Linked DNA regions of Hordeum vulgare: region 1 is linked to region 2. The links are chromatin contacts, called in public Hi-C maps. All regions are on one chromosome and are shown on one strand. Each heading gives the region's core, a stretch centred on a gene start, on an enhancer-like site or on the middle of the called end of the contact. The rest is flanking DNA. Distances are from core to core; before and after follow the strand shown. Region 1 holds the start of LOC123439077 (oleosin-B6-like). Region 2 holds the start of LOC123439130 (BTB/POZ and MATH domain-containing protein 1-like).

The links. A called contact is a pair of places that touch in the nucleus more often than the background predicts.
Region 1: a contact with region 2 is called in a Hi-C map of leaf, with 8 times the contacts expected there. The contact joins the promoter of LOC123439077 here to the promoter of LOC123439130 in region 2. A contact is called at or near these places in 2 of 6 Hi-C or Micro-C datasets (both in leaf) and 1 of 1 datasets of contacts at active chromatin or transcription factors (embryo).

What each region holds. Positions count from the first base shown.
Region 1 is chr3H:3,308,552-3,314,914 of MorexV3_pseudomolecules_assembly, reverse strand. It overlaps LOC123439077 (oleosin-B6-like), which reads left to right and starts at 2,966. Exons shown (of 1, transcript XM_045115828.1): 1 at 2,966-3,979. The coding sequence starts at 2,966. The coding sequence ends at 3,979.
Region 2 is chr3H:3,149,767-3,156,364 of MorexV3_pseudomolecules_assembly, reverse strand. LOC123439130 (BTB/POZ and MATH domain-containing protein 1-like) reads right to left here and starts at 1,787. Exons shown (of 1, transcript XM_045115879.1): 1 at 1-1,787. The coding sequence starts at 1,408.

The DNA.
Region 1 (6,363 bases), core at 1,717-4,216, 160 kb before region 2:
GGGGTGAAGAGAAGGGAGAATAGGGACGCGGTCCGGCGGCGACCCTCCATGGCCGGCAGCGGCGCTCCGCGTCCCTGTAGATGGGGTGAAGAGAAGGGAGAATAGGGACGCGGCGGCGCATAGTGCGGTCCGGCGGCGACCCTCCATGGCCGGCAGCGGCGCTCCGCGTCCCTGTAGATGGGGTGAAGAGAAGGGAGAATAGGGACGCGGCGGCGCATAGTGCGGTCCGGCGGCGACCCTCCATGGCCGGCAGCGGCGCTCCGCGTCCCTGTAGATGGGGTGAAGAGAAGGGAGAATAGGGACGCGGCGGCGCATAGTGCGGTCCGGCGGCGACCCTCCATGGCCGGCAGCGGCGCTCCGCGTCCCTGTAGATGGGGTGAAGAGAAGGGAGAATAGGGACGCGGCGGCGCATAGTGCGGTCCGGCGGCGACCCTCCATGGCCGGCAGCGGCGCTCCGCGTCCCTGTAGATGGGGTGAAGAGAAGGGAGAATAGGGACGCGGCGGCGCATAGTGCGGTCCGGCGGCGACCCTCCATGGCCGGCAGCGGCGCTCCGCGTCCCTGTAGATGGGGTGAAGAGAAGGGAGAATAGGGACGCGGCGGCGCATAGTGCGGTCCGGCGGCGACCCTCCATGGCCGGCAGCGGCGCTCCGCGTCCCTGTAGATGGGGTGAAGAGAAGGGAGAATAGGGACGCGGCGGCGCATAGTGCGGTCCGGCGGCGACCCTCCATGGCCGGCAGCGGCGCTCCGCGTCCCTGTAGATGGGGTGAAGAGAAGGGAGAATAGGGACGCGGTCCGGCGGCGACCCTCCATGGCCGGCAGCGGCGCTCCGCGTCCCTGTAGATGGGGTGAAGAGAAGGGAGAATAGGGACGCGGCGGCGCATAGTGCGGTCCGGCGGCGACCCTCCATGGCCGGCAGCGGCGCTCCGCGTCCCTGTAGATGGGGTGAAGAGAAGGGAGAATAGGGACGCGGCGGCGCATAGTGCGGTCCGGCGGCGACCCTCCATGGCCGGCAGCGGCGCTCCGCGTCCCTGTAGATGGGGTGAAGAGAAGGGAGAATAGGGACGCGGCGGCGCATAGTGCGGTCCGGCGGCGACCCTCCATGGCCGGCAGCGGCGCTCCGCGCCCTGTAGATGGGGTGAAGAGAAGGGAGAATAGGGACGCGGCGGCGCATAGTGCGGTCCGGCGGCGACCCTCCATGGCCGGCAGCGGCGCTCCGCGTCCCTGTAGATGGGGTGAAGAGAAGGGAGAATAGGGACGCGGCGGCGCATAGTGCGGTCCGGCGGCGACCCTCCATGGCCGGCAGCGGCGCTCCGCGTCCCTGTAGATGGGGTGAAGAGAAGGGAGAATAGGGACGCGGTCCGGCGGCGACCCTCCATGGCCGGCAGCGGCGCTCCGCGTCCCTGTAGATGGGGTGAAGAGAAGGGAGAATAGGGACGCGGCGGCGCATAGTGCGGTCCGGCGGCGACCCTCCATGGCCGGCAGCGGCGCTCCGCGTCCCTGTATATGGGGTGAAGAGAAGGGAGAATAGGGACGCGGCGGCGCATAGTGCGGTCCGGCGGCGACCCTCCATGGCCGGCAGCGGCGCTCCGCGTCCCTGTAGATGGGGTGAAGAGAAGGGAGAATAGGGACGGCACGGCTACCTCCTCCTGGTCTGGCGACGGCTCTGGTCGCCTGATTCAGATTTGAGCCTCGGTGTCCAGGCTCCTCTCCTCCCCGCCGCGCGACGTGGGTTGCCCAGCCGCCACTCTCCCATGTCCGCTTCTCCCTGTGCCGCCCTTCCCTCCTCTCCTTCCCTTCCCTCTCTCCGGTTCTCGCTATCTCACCTCCCTCTCTCTGTCCTTCGCAGGAAGCCATGGCCGTCGGGCGTCAGGGCAGCTGGAGAAACACAGGGGCTGACCGCGTTGTGTTGGGCCTTTGCTGTAGGAAAACACACAGGATGAACGCACGTTGACGGACAGCCTGATGCGTACGCCACCGCCGCCATGAATCTCATCGCCACGCCCGACCGTCCTTCCTCTCCGGCTTCCATCCAACGAGGCGTCGCCGCCCTGCTCTCCTCCCCCACCCGCCCAAAGCTCATCGGTGCCACCCTTAGTCTCCTCCACCCGAAGCTGACGGCCGAGTTTTCCCCATTACTTAAATCCCTCACCCAGCCCAAAACAATCAGGATTTTTGCTAGAAATTTTGGCAGCATAACGGGTTGGCAATAAGAAAGAATGATGTCATGTTCATTCCAAAATTTGTTCATGCACTCCAAGACAGTCATGGAACATTTTATACACTCACCTTACATCCAACAGGTTATAGTCGTTCCGCCGATGCCACACCATGATGAACAGGTGGGACACTAGGCAGAATCAAACAACCATGGGAAAGTTGTCAAACAACCACAAGTTCTTCATTTTCCACGACAAACTGGACCGGAAAGCTTGTCCTTGGCTTCTATCGCAGGGGGTGCCACATCCATTTTAATTATCGATCGACCTTGGATTATGTTGTTGTAGACATCTGGGTTTGGACGAGCCAGCCTAACTTGCGGCTCGCTCCGCATGCAGCTGGAGGTTTGTGAAGAAGTTTATCGTTAGCGCCCCCGCGTATACCTTATTCATACGCATTTTTTGAGTTTTTATTAAAGAAAAAAAATAAAAAAGAGAAGGATGTTGTTGATGGAGATGGAGATGGAGCAAGCAAACACGTCGCAAGCAAGCAAAGATTTGTTCCTTCTAAAGAGAGATTCCAAGTATACATTCTGCAGGGCAAAGCAAAGGCGTGTCCTCTCGTCGTCGTCATCGTCGTCTCCCCTCCGCGGCGAGGCAGGATCAGATTCCATGCCCGCCATTGCCGGCATCATCCTCCGTCGTCTTCAAATGAGATTGTTTTGTTTGCCTCCGATCCGCTATAAATCAATCCCGCCGCCGTCGTCGTGTAATCAAAATCAACCAACCAACAAACACAAAGGAGTCCATGGCGGACGGCGACCACCACCAGCAGCAGCCGCCCAGGTACTGGTTCCCCTACTGGACCGGGACGCCCCCGGTGCGCCCGCACGCGCCGCGCCGCCCGTCGCCGTCCTCGCCGCGCCGCCAACCCACCAGAGGCGCCGCTCCTACGTCTCCGACCCCGACCCCGACCCCGACTCCTCCTCGTGCGGCGCAGAGCCGGGCGTCCCCGTCGCGGGCCTCGCCGCTCGCGCCCATCCGAGAGCCGCCGCCCAACACCAGCTCCAACGCCGGTGCTACTGCCGCCGAGCCGGCACCTAAGCCGATCGCTCTGCCCGCGGCGCCCAAGCCCAAGGACGTCGACGTCGTCCCGCAGCCGGACAAAACCACCGTGCACCCGCCTGCCGCTGCTGCTGCTGCCGCCGCTCAGACCAAGCACCACAAGGAGGCCGACAGGGACGACCACAAGAGCAAGGACAAGAAGCACCACGCCGGCGGCGAGGACGGCAAACTCAAGGAGAAGGACAAAGACAAGCACCACCATGCCGACGCCGGCCAGGACGGCAAGCACGACAAACTCAAGGAGAAGGAGAAAGAGAAGCACCACCATGCCCATTCCGGCCAGGACGGCAAGCACGACAAGGAGAAGGAGAAGGGGTCCAAGGCGCTGCACGGGCAGATCAAGGAGGCTGGCGTCGCCGACGTGGTGCACGGGGCCACCGGCTCATCCGGCTCCGGCCACGGCCACCAGGCGGCGAGCGTGATCACGCTGGCGGGGGAGAACAAGGGCGCGTCCATGAAGGTGGGCGGCGGCAACAGCAAGGACGCCGCGTGGGAGGAGCATCACGGCGGCGGCGAAAAGAAGAAGCAGGGGATGATGACGGCGCTCATCAACAGCAACGTGCAGGTGATCAACAACTCGCTGATGCTGCACAGCTCATGCAGCGGCGGCGACCCCGGCGTGCACCTCAAGCTCTCCGCCAAGTCCAACTCCACCACCAAGGACAAGCACAAGCAGGCTGCCGCTGCAAAGAAATGAGCGCCGTCGCCGACTCCCCGGCCGGCCGTCCGGCCACTGTATACTATGTATCATATGAGCCGTCCAAATGTAACTATGTGCAATAAGAGCAGCTCTCGCAAGTCCGTCGACTGAAACAGTTCATAAATTAACTATGATCTGAGAAAAAGTTCATAAATTTTTAAAATTTCACGGATTTATAAAATTAATTCATGAATTTGAATAAAGTTTTTAAAAAGTTCATTGGACTGAAACAAAGTTTATAAATCTTAAAAAAGTTTATCATTTAAAAAAACTTCATCCATTTCAAAAAAAAGTTCATCATAATTTGGAAAAAGTTCATCAATATTCAAATATGTTCATAAAATTTTAATAAAAAAAATTCGTAAAATTCTGAAAAGGGTTCATTTATTTGGAAAAATAGTTGTTTGTTTGAAAAAAAGTTAATCAAAAAATGGCTGCGTTTTGGAAAAACGTTCATAAATTTTTAAAAATTTCACGAATTTTTAAAATTAGTTCATGAATTTGAGTAAAGTTTTTAAAAAGTTTGTTGAACTGAAAAAAACGTTCATAAATCTTTAAAAAGTTTCTCATTTTAAAAATATTTCATCCATTTCATAAAGAAATCATCAAATCTCAAAAATTTCATCATAATTGGAAAAAAGTTCATCAATATTAAAAAATGTTTATAAAATTTTAAAAGAAAATTCATAAAATTCTGAAAAGGGTTCATTAATTTGGAAAAACATTTGTTCGTTTGCAAAAATGTTAATCAAAAAATGGCTGCATTTTTCCATAAAAATAAAAAATATATAAACATTAAAATGAAAATGAAAAAGTAATGAGAAAAAAATAAACCAAAGAAAAACCAGTCCTAAAAAAACCTAAATGAAAAAACGCATCTAGAAAAGTTTTTGGAACCTTCACAAAACCGAAAAACCTTTCCTTCCAATGGGCCGGCCCATGACCGAACGTTGTAGGCGTCGGTTAAGAAAAATGCACTTTAACCAAGGACCGCAGCACCAAATAGGATTCGTCCCCCCACACCCCCTACGCACGCACGGGAAAAGGACACCCGAGGAGAGCGGGGTGGTGGTTGGGGGTTCGCCCGTTGCTCGCAGGGGAGCGAGCGAGCGAACGGGAAAAGGGATACCTAATCTTATCCCTTTGTTAGGATCCTTTTAGCGTGCCCAACGGAATGGTCATTGACCCATTGCCTCAATCATTTAAGTGTATTTGTGAGGCTAGCTAGTCAGTCTTGTTTACATTACCTGTCACCCGTGCATTGTTCACGTAGTAATTGGTCTTATAAGGTTAGGTGCAGTTTGGCGAGATGGACGACCCGATCTAGCTCAGCTCTTTCATCCAGCAGTCAAGGGAATATGCAGATCGTCCAGCTGGTGATATTACTTACTTACTATGTAAATAAATATAAAAGCGTTTAGAACATTACTTTGATTATCTAAATATTTTTATATTTTTTTACGGAGGAATACTTGGCGACCAAAATTCACCCATCTCCTGCTAGTGCGGAAAAAGGGCAAGGGGTTATGACTCACAGTGCTAGCTGGGCATGCACCTAATTAATCCTTGATGCACCTGCTGTTGGAAATATGCCCTAGAGACAATAATAATTAGTTATTATTATATTTCTTTGTTCATGATAATCGTTTATTATCCATGATATAATTGTATTGATTGGAAACACAATACTTGTGTGGATACATACACAAAACACTGTCCCTAGTAAGCCTCTAGTTGACTAGCTCGTTGATCAAAGATGGTCAAGGTTTCCTGGCCATGGGCAAGGGTTGTTACTTGTTAACGGGATCACATCATTAGGAGAATCATGTGATGGACTAGACCCAAACTAATAGATGTAGCATGTTGATCGTGTCATTTTGTTGCTACTGTTTTCTGCGTGTCAAGTATTTGTTCCTATGACCATGAGATCATATAACTCACTGACACCGGAGGAATGCTTTGTGTGTATCAAACGTCGCAACGTAACTGGGTGACTATAAAGATGCTCTACAGGTATCTCCGAAGGTGTTCGTTGAGTTAGTATGGATCAAGACTGGGATTTGTCACTCTGTATGACGGAGAGGTATCTCGGGGCCCACTCGGTAATACAACATCACACACAAGCCTTGCAAGCAATGTGACTTAGTGTAAGTTGCGGGATCTTGTATTACGGAACGAATAAAGAGACTTGCCGGTAAACGAGATTGAAATAGGTATGCGGATACTGACGATCGAATCTCACGCAAGTAACATACCGAAAGACAAAGGGAATGACATACGGGATTATATGAATCCTTGGCACTAAGGTTCAAACGATAAGATCTTCGTGGAATATGTAGGATCCAATATGGGCATCCAGGTCCCGCTATTGGATATTGACC
Region 2 (6,598 bases), core at 538-3,037:
TCACCGATGCGTCCAGCTTCCAGTCATGGCCTCCTATCCGAAAAGTGTCCGAACTGAATCTTTGCTTGGCACCAGAGCTCGTTTGCAGGCTCTCAATGTTTGGGATCCTCAACTCGTGTATGCTGTGAGCCAACTCCGACGTGTTATACGTCGACGCTGTCCGTTTCTCTGGCCGGCGGACGCTGGTAGTGTCGCCGGCGTGGTTGTCCGCTAATATACATGTGGTGGCTACCTTGTCTGTCACATCGGCTAGGAAGGAACAGCAGCTTTCCTCTAGCTCCTTGTACTCCTCTGTCGCCTTGACATTGGCATACACGTTGGCATCGGACGCCAAGTAGTCAATGCAAGAGGCCTCCAGCTGACGGCAGGTGTGCCGGCCATGCACCGCCATCAATGTCGGCATGACTGACGTCGTGTCTATGCTTTCGGACAACGTCTTCTCGCACATGAGCCTCAGCTTCTCGATGTCGTAGCGATCCGCGGCTACGAGCAGGTCAAGCGCCATGGCCAAACGACGCATCGCCGCACGTTTCTCTTTGCAACCAACGACCTTTTTCGTCGCCGGCGTCTTTCCTTTGATGCGCAGCTCGTCGGTGTAGATGAAGCGGATCATGGCCCTGAAGGTTGAGGCGCTCATGTCATCGACCATGACGCGACGGGTGGTACCCTCTCTCATTTCACCGAGGAGCTCCGCGGCGAACACCGGTGACCGCATGGCTAGGATCAGCCTGTGCGCCTGGATCTCGGCCTGCTCCACCACGAACGTCACGTCCGGCTCCGGCAGCATGCATGGGGATGCAGGTGCAGGTGTAGGTGTGGAGGTACTCTTGGGCTCCGACGAGAGGAGAAGAAGCTTGTGCATGTCCTTGGCGACGCCAGAGTCCTCCTCCCGGAGGACCTCGACGGTGCAGAGGATGACGAGGCGGTCGTCTTGCACGTAGCGGCTCTCGTGGCCGCGGAATGCGTCCGGCACCGGCAACGTCCAGCTCCTGCCGGCCTGAGACTGAGACAGCAGCCAGGTGTTGCCGGACCAGACGTGGAAGGTGTAGGTCCCGTCGCTCTCCCAGACGGCGGCGGGCCAATTGCCAAGCGGGTCCTCGATCCTCAGTCTGGCCTTGGCAACGACGGCGTCTTGGGTGGTGTAGGGGGTGAGCAGCAGGAGGGTGATGGAGGTGAGGTGCTCGTCGTCGTCGTTGTTGTGGAAGCTGCACTCGAGAGCCCAGGTGTGGCCGCCGACCTCGAAGGCGCCGGAGAGGATGGAATAGTTGGCGTTGTAGGCCAGCGCTGCGCGGGCGTCGGCCTTGTAGCCGACGATGTGGAACTCGTGCTCGGCTCGGACGAACGATGTCGGCTTGCGTGACGCCGGCGGCGGCGTAGTCCGCTTCTTCCATGGGCAACGGCGAGTCATCGATCTCCGCTAGCTAGCTTGGCTTGGCTGGATCTGGATGTACACTCGATCAACGGAATACATGAGACTATATAGAAGCTAATTAATTATAAGCTGTCCGACTAGTAATCCATATACGAGCCGGACATGGATAACCATCTCTGTTTGCTTTAATCGCATATTGAATCGGATTGACTGGTATGCAGTTGAAGCTTGTCTCTCCAAGCATGCAGCTCAACTCGGATTGCTGTTGTTTGAGCTGGCCGGAGTCGAGAGACGCGACGCGAGACTCCGTTTTGTGGGCATTTGGCCATCGGTCTCTCTCATCTCATTCTCTCCATGTACCAAAGGATTATATCAGACAGTAACTTGAACCAAGATCTTGTTGGTTCTTGTGGGCTCTTCTATAAGCTGGCCATTCTGATTGTCTGACTCTTCATCAGCTAATAATATAGTCCTAAAAGTGTTTCACTTCCATAATACATTAGTCGCTCGATTTGTCCGTCTCTAAAATAACTTTCTTGTCTCATTGGCTGGCCTGGTTTGCTTCGCTTAGGGTGTGATCATGACTAGCTTGACCGTGTGAAGAAAGGTTGCTGATTGAGCACATCTGCTTTCCTTGCGTCTCGAGGGGCGATGCTTGCCCTGCATCTGCATCATAGCCTGATCATGTGGCTTTTACTTTCCGTTATCCATTGCTTTGATCAAACGTTGCTGGTTTATTTTTCTGACGTTGCATTTGGAGCTTCAGTCCGCAACGCTCATCTTATTCGCATCTGATCTCTTGTTGCATTGCTTTAGTAAAAGTAAAGTTAATTAATTGTGCCGCCGTTCTTGTCGATGGGAGAATTAGGATATGCCGGTGTCCGGCAGCAATATTATCAGACACACCGTCGGCTTCGGCAAGATGAGTGCTGGACATTTGTCAACGTATCAAGCATAATTTGTATCGTTTTTGCAGATATGACTTGGCATATAGAAGAGGAATCAGCCTGTTGCAATAACATGCTTTATTTATGCATCTCCAAAGCTTAATTACCCCACCGGTTGTCTATCCCTACACTCCTAACGTACTTCAAGAACCACATGGAAACTGTCCGGAATTTCTGAATTTTCTGCGGTGCTGATAGCAACAGGAAAAATAAATAAAGCCCAGTATGTTTCATACTCGGCAAAGAGCATTAAAACCTCGGCGACATGTAAACCAAGTGTTATAGTCAGCTTAGCGTACGCGGCTTAGGCACTATAAACCGAGTGTCACTTATCACGGACTCGGTTTATGTGTAAGCCGAGTATAAATCAGTGGCTCCCGACCAAAGAACAAGTGGGATCACAGCCGATTCAACCTAACAGAGGTGACTAGGATTTTGTTTCTTTGCAAATCACAATATCTAGGAGTTAATTTGGAGCTACGCGCACTACACTAAGGTTGTTTTAAAATTTACCTAAGCACTGAGCATGTGTCTAACTACGGTAAATATCGTTATACTGTATTGATTAATTAACTAGCCCCCTCTTTCTTCTGCTTGGTCCTTCATACTAGCTCCAGTTACTATTCAGCTGTCGCCTTAGGTTGGGCGTTTCGCGGTTGCAGCGTAATGAACCAAGTCGTGTTCATGTTGGTTGACACTTGACAGAAACAGCTTGCTTGATTAGCCTTGAGTCTAACTAAGTTGACATGCAATAATTACTACGTACTGTACTAGTTGATCATTGATCCGTAAGCAACCTGTCGGTAAGCATTAATCTAGTAGATTCCATCTCAGATATATATATATAGAGAGAGAGAGAGGGGGCCTAGTTGAGTTGGAGCTGACGTGTAAAATCAAAGATTATTCCAGCCAGTGATAACGACCTAATACTGTATATTTTAGTTGGATACTGAGCAGTAACAAACATCACATTCGTTGGATACTGAGTAACCAATGGACCATGGTGGTATTAAGGACAGTAAAACCGAACCCTTTCCGAGCTCTCTCAGGTCATTAGCGATTTCGGCCGTTGGATCGTGCATCTCGGTCGTCCCTGGCCGTCCAAGGCATTGTTTTCTCGCATGGGCTGGTACTGGGCTGAATGTCCTGGGGCTGCTATTCCCATGGCCGAATCGGAAGCCTCAGGTTCACTAACGATGGCAACGTCGGATGTGGAAAGTAAAACCGAACCCTTTCCGAGCTCTCTCAGGCCATTAGCGATTTCGGCCGTTGGATCGTGCATCTCGGCCGTCCCTGACCGTCCAAGGCATTGTTTTCTCGCATGGGCTGGTACTGGGCCGAATGTCCTGGGGCTGCTATTCCCATGGCCGAATCGGAAGCCTCAGGTTCACTAACGATGGCAACGTCGGATGTGGAAAGAACGATCGTAATTCCCTCCGTGTCCACATAGCCCCGCCTCCCCCCACTCCACACCCCGACTCCTCCAAGCGCGCCGCCGCTATCTCTCGTCCACCCCTCCCCTCCGCTCCCATCAGGCTCACACATCGCCGCTGGCAACCACCTCATCTGCCTCATGTCACCTCGCAGCCAGCCTCTTCCCAGATCCAATCCCCCAAAGCCGTCCACCTCGTCTCCCACCATCTCCTCTCGTCAGAAAAGAAAAGAAGAGGGAGATCGACCAGGTCAGGCGGCGGTCAAATCCGCCACGACCGCATCCACCTCGCCAAGGCTTCAAGATTGGCCGCTACCGGAGGTCAGCACAACACACCAGGGCAGGACTTCATCTCGACTGCCTGAGGATACGTCCACCGACTCCATGGAGCTTCCCCCCTAGCACGCTAGCAGCCATGTGTGTCCGATCCACCAGGTTGCCCCTCCATCTTCAAAGTCTCCGTAGTTTTTTTTCTCCCAACCACACTATCTTTTCTTCACCCGTGGTTCAACTCTGTTAATTTTCTTTGAAGTGATTTTCACTATGTTGGTTGCAGGTCGTTTCAATCCAAGTGCTTGCTGCTGGTTCTGGTATATTGGTTTTGGGGAATTTTTCAACTGACGAAACAACCGATGTTGATGTATCCTCTGGTATTGCTGGTAGAAATAGAAGGTGCAGTAAATACAGATCAGGTGTATCATATCATCCATTTCATTCTTTCTTGACTTTCTTAATGCATAAACATATGTACAACACCACCTTATGGGCAGATGGAAGGGAACCGTTCAGTTCGTGTTCAACCCATGAAGATAATTTACATGAACAAAACCATCTAGTTCATTGGGTTGCAGGGTTATTATTCCGATATAAACAATGTTTTACTTCTACTCTTTTCATATATTAGTAGTACTAGACGGCTTACAATGCTGCGAATTTGACTCCAGTAAAAGTGACTAATTACTGTAATGGTGATCTTGGCTATGTTTAACTAGTACTTTACCAATTGATGGACGAGATAAAACGTCGGCGGCCGTCAGTTAACAGTCAGACGGAAACTGTAGCCGTTGGAAATCAAGTAACGGAAGGGGACGACGTTACAAATATGCATATATGATGCCAGGCTCGCGTGGGCGTTAAGCCAAAGTGAGAGAGAGCAAAAAAAGCTGATAGCCTGATGTGCTTTCCCTGGCTTGGTTTTGCTTGAGAGTTATCCATGCAACGGATCACTTCAGTTAAGAACAACATTCTATTATTACATTAATCCCAACGATCCACCCACTTTGCTGCTTAATTACTTTGCTTTGTTCCATGCATACATGTTGTTCGCATGAAGTTTCTTGCCAACTTTATAGCTAGCCGACATGCACACGGAGTATATAATATGTTACTCTCTTCCTCTAGCAGGTGCATCAAGGATTAATTAGGTGCATGCCCAGCTAGCACTGTGAGTCATAACCCCTTGCCCTTTTTCCGCACTGGCAAGAGATGGGTGAATTTTGCTTGCCAAGTATTTCTCCGTAAAATATAAAAGAAAATTTAGACCATCAAAATAGTGATCTAAACGTTCTTATGTTTATTTACATACTCCTTCCGTCCTAAAATTATTGTCTTAGGTTTGTCTAGAAATGGATGTATCTAAATATTATAACATAACTAGATACATTCATATCTAGACAAATCTAAGACAAGAATTTCGAAAAGAAAGAAAGTAGAAAGTAAGTAATATCACCAGCTAGATCTGCATATTCCCTTGACTGCTGGATGAAAGAGCTGAGCTAGATCCGGTCGTTCATCTCACCAAACTGCACCTAACCTTTTAAGACCAATTGCTACATCAACGGTGCACGGGTGATAGACTGACAGGTAATGTAAACAAGACTGACAAGCTAGCCTGACAAATACAGTTAAATGATTGAGGCAATGGGTCAATGACCCGTTGGGCACGCTAAATGGATCCAAATAAAGGGATAAGATTGCTCGCTCGCTCTCCCCGACCACCACCCTGCTCTCCTCGGGCCTCCCGATGGCGGCGGTATTGCTCGGCTGGAGGCGGTGTGGCTCGGTGATGGGGTTCCAGCGGGCCTCGGTGCCCTTGATGCGGGGGGCGGCCGTGCGGCCCAGATCTGGGCCCTTTCGGGCTTCATCTGGGATGAGGTGGGCAGGCGGCTCGGCGCGCGGCGGCGTTGCTCCTTGATGATGATGGCGAGAAGGCGGTGATCGATGGGCGGTGGCGGCTTCGTCGGTCGACGAGTTGCTATTTGGCGGCAGGGGCTGTCCGGACACATTTGGGTCCGGTTGGTGCAGTCGGTGCCTGGTAGGCCTCTGTCGTTGTGTTCGGTTAGCTCCGCAGCGACGGTGGAAGATGTCCCCTCGTGTCGGCTATGTTGCCGTTGGGCAGCGTACTTTGGGTCGTCCGGGGTGGTGGTGGTGGTGGTTTGGGTTGGGAGAAATCCTTGGCGGCTTATTCAGCTATGACTCTGCGAGGCATGTGGGACCGTCGGGCCTTCTTGAAGGGCGTCGGGTATACCCCTCCCTCAATGCCCCCCCCCCTCGGTACTAGGGAAAACCCTAGGACTAGTATGGGCAGTAGCGCCGTTATTCTCACATTCCTTCTTGAAACTGTTGTTCGGTACGCGACGCTTCAGAGTGAGCCTGATGGAACTTCTCCGGAGGGTGCAGTGGTGCCGGCCATTTTTTGCTTCGTTGATCTGCCTGTGTCGGTATTTGTTTCTCTTTCTCTTTCATTTTTCTAGCTTGTTTGTGTTGCGGCTGCAACAAGTCGGGTGTATCGGATGATTGCTTTATAATATGAAGTGGGGAACTCTTCAGTGATTAACACAACGAACA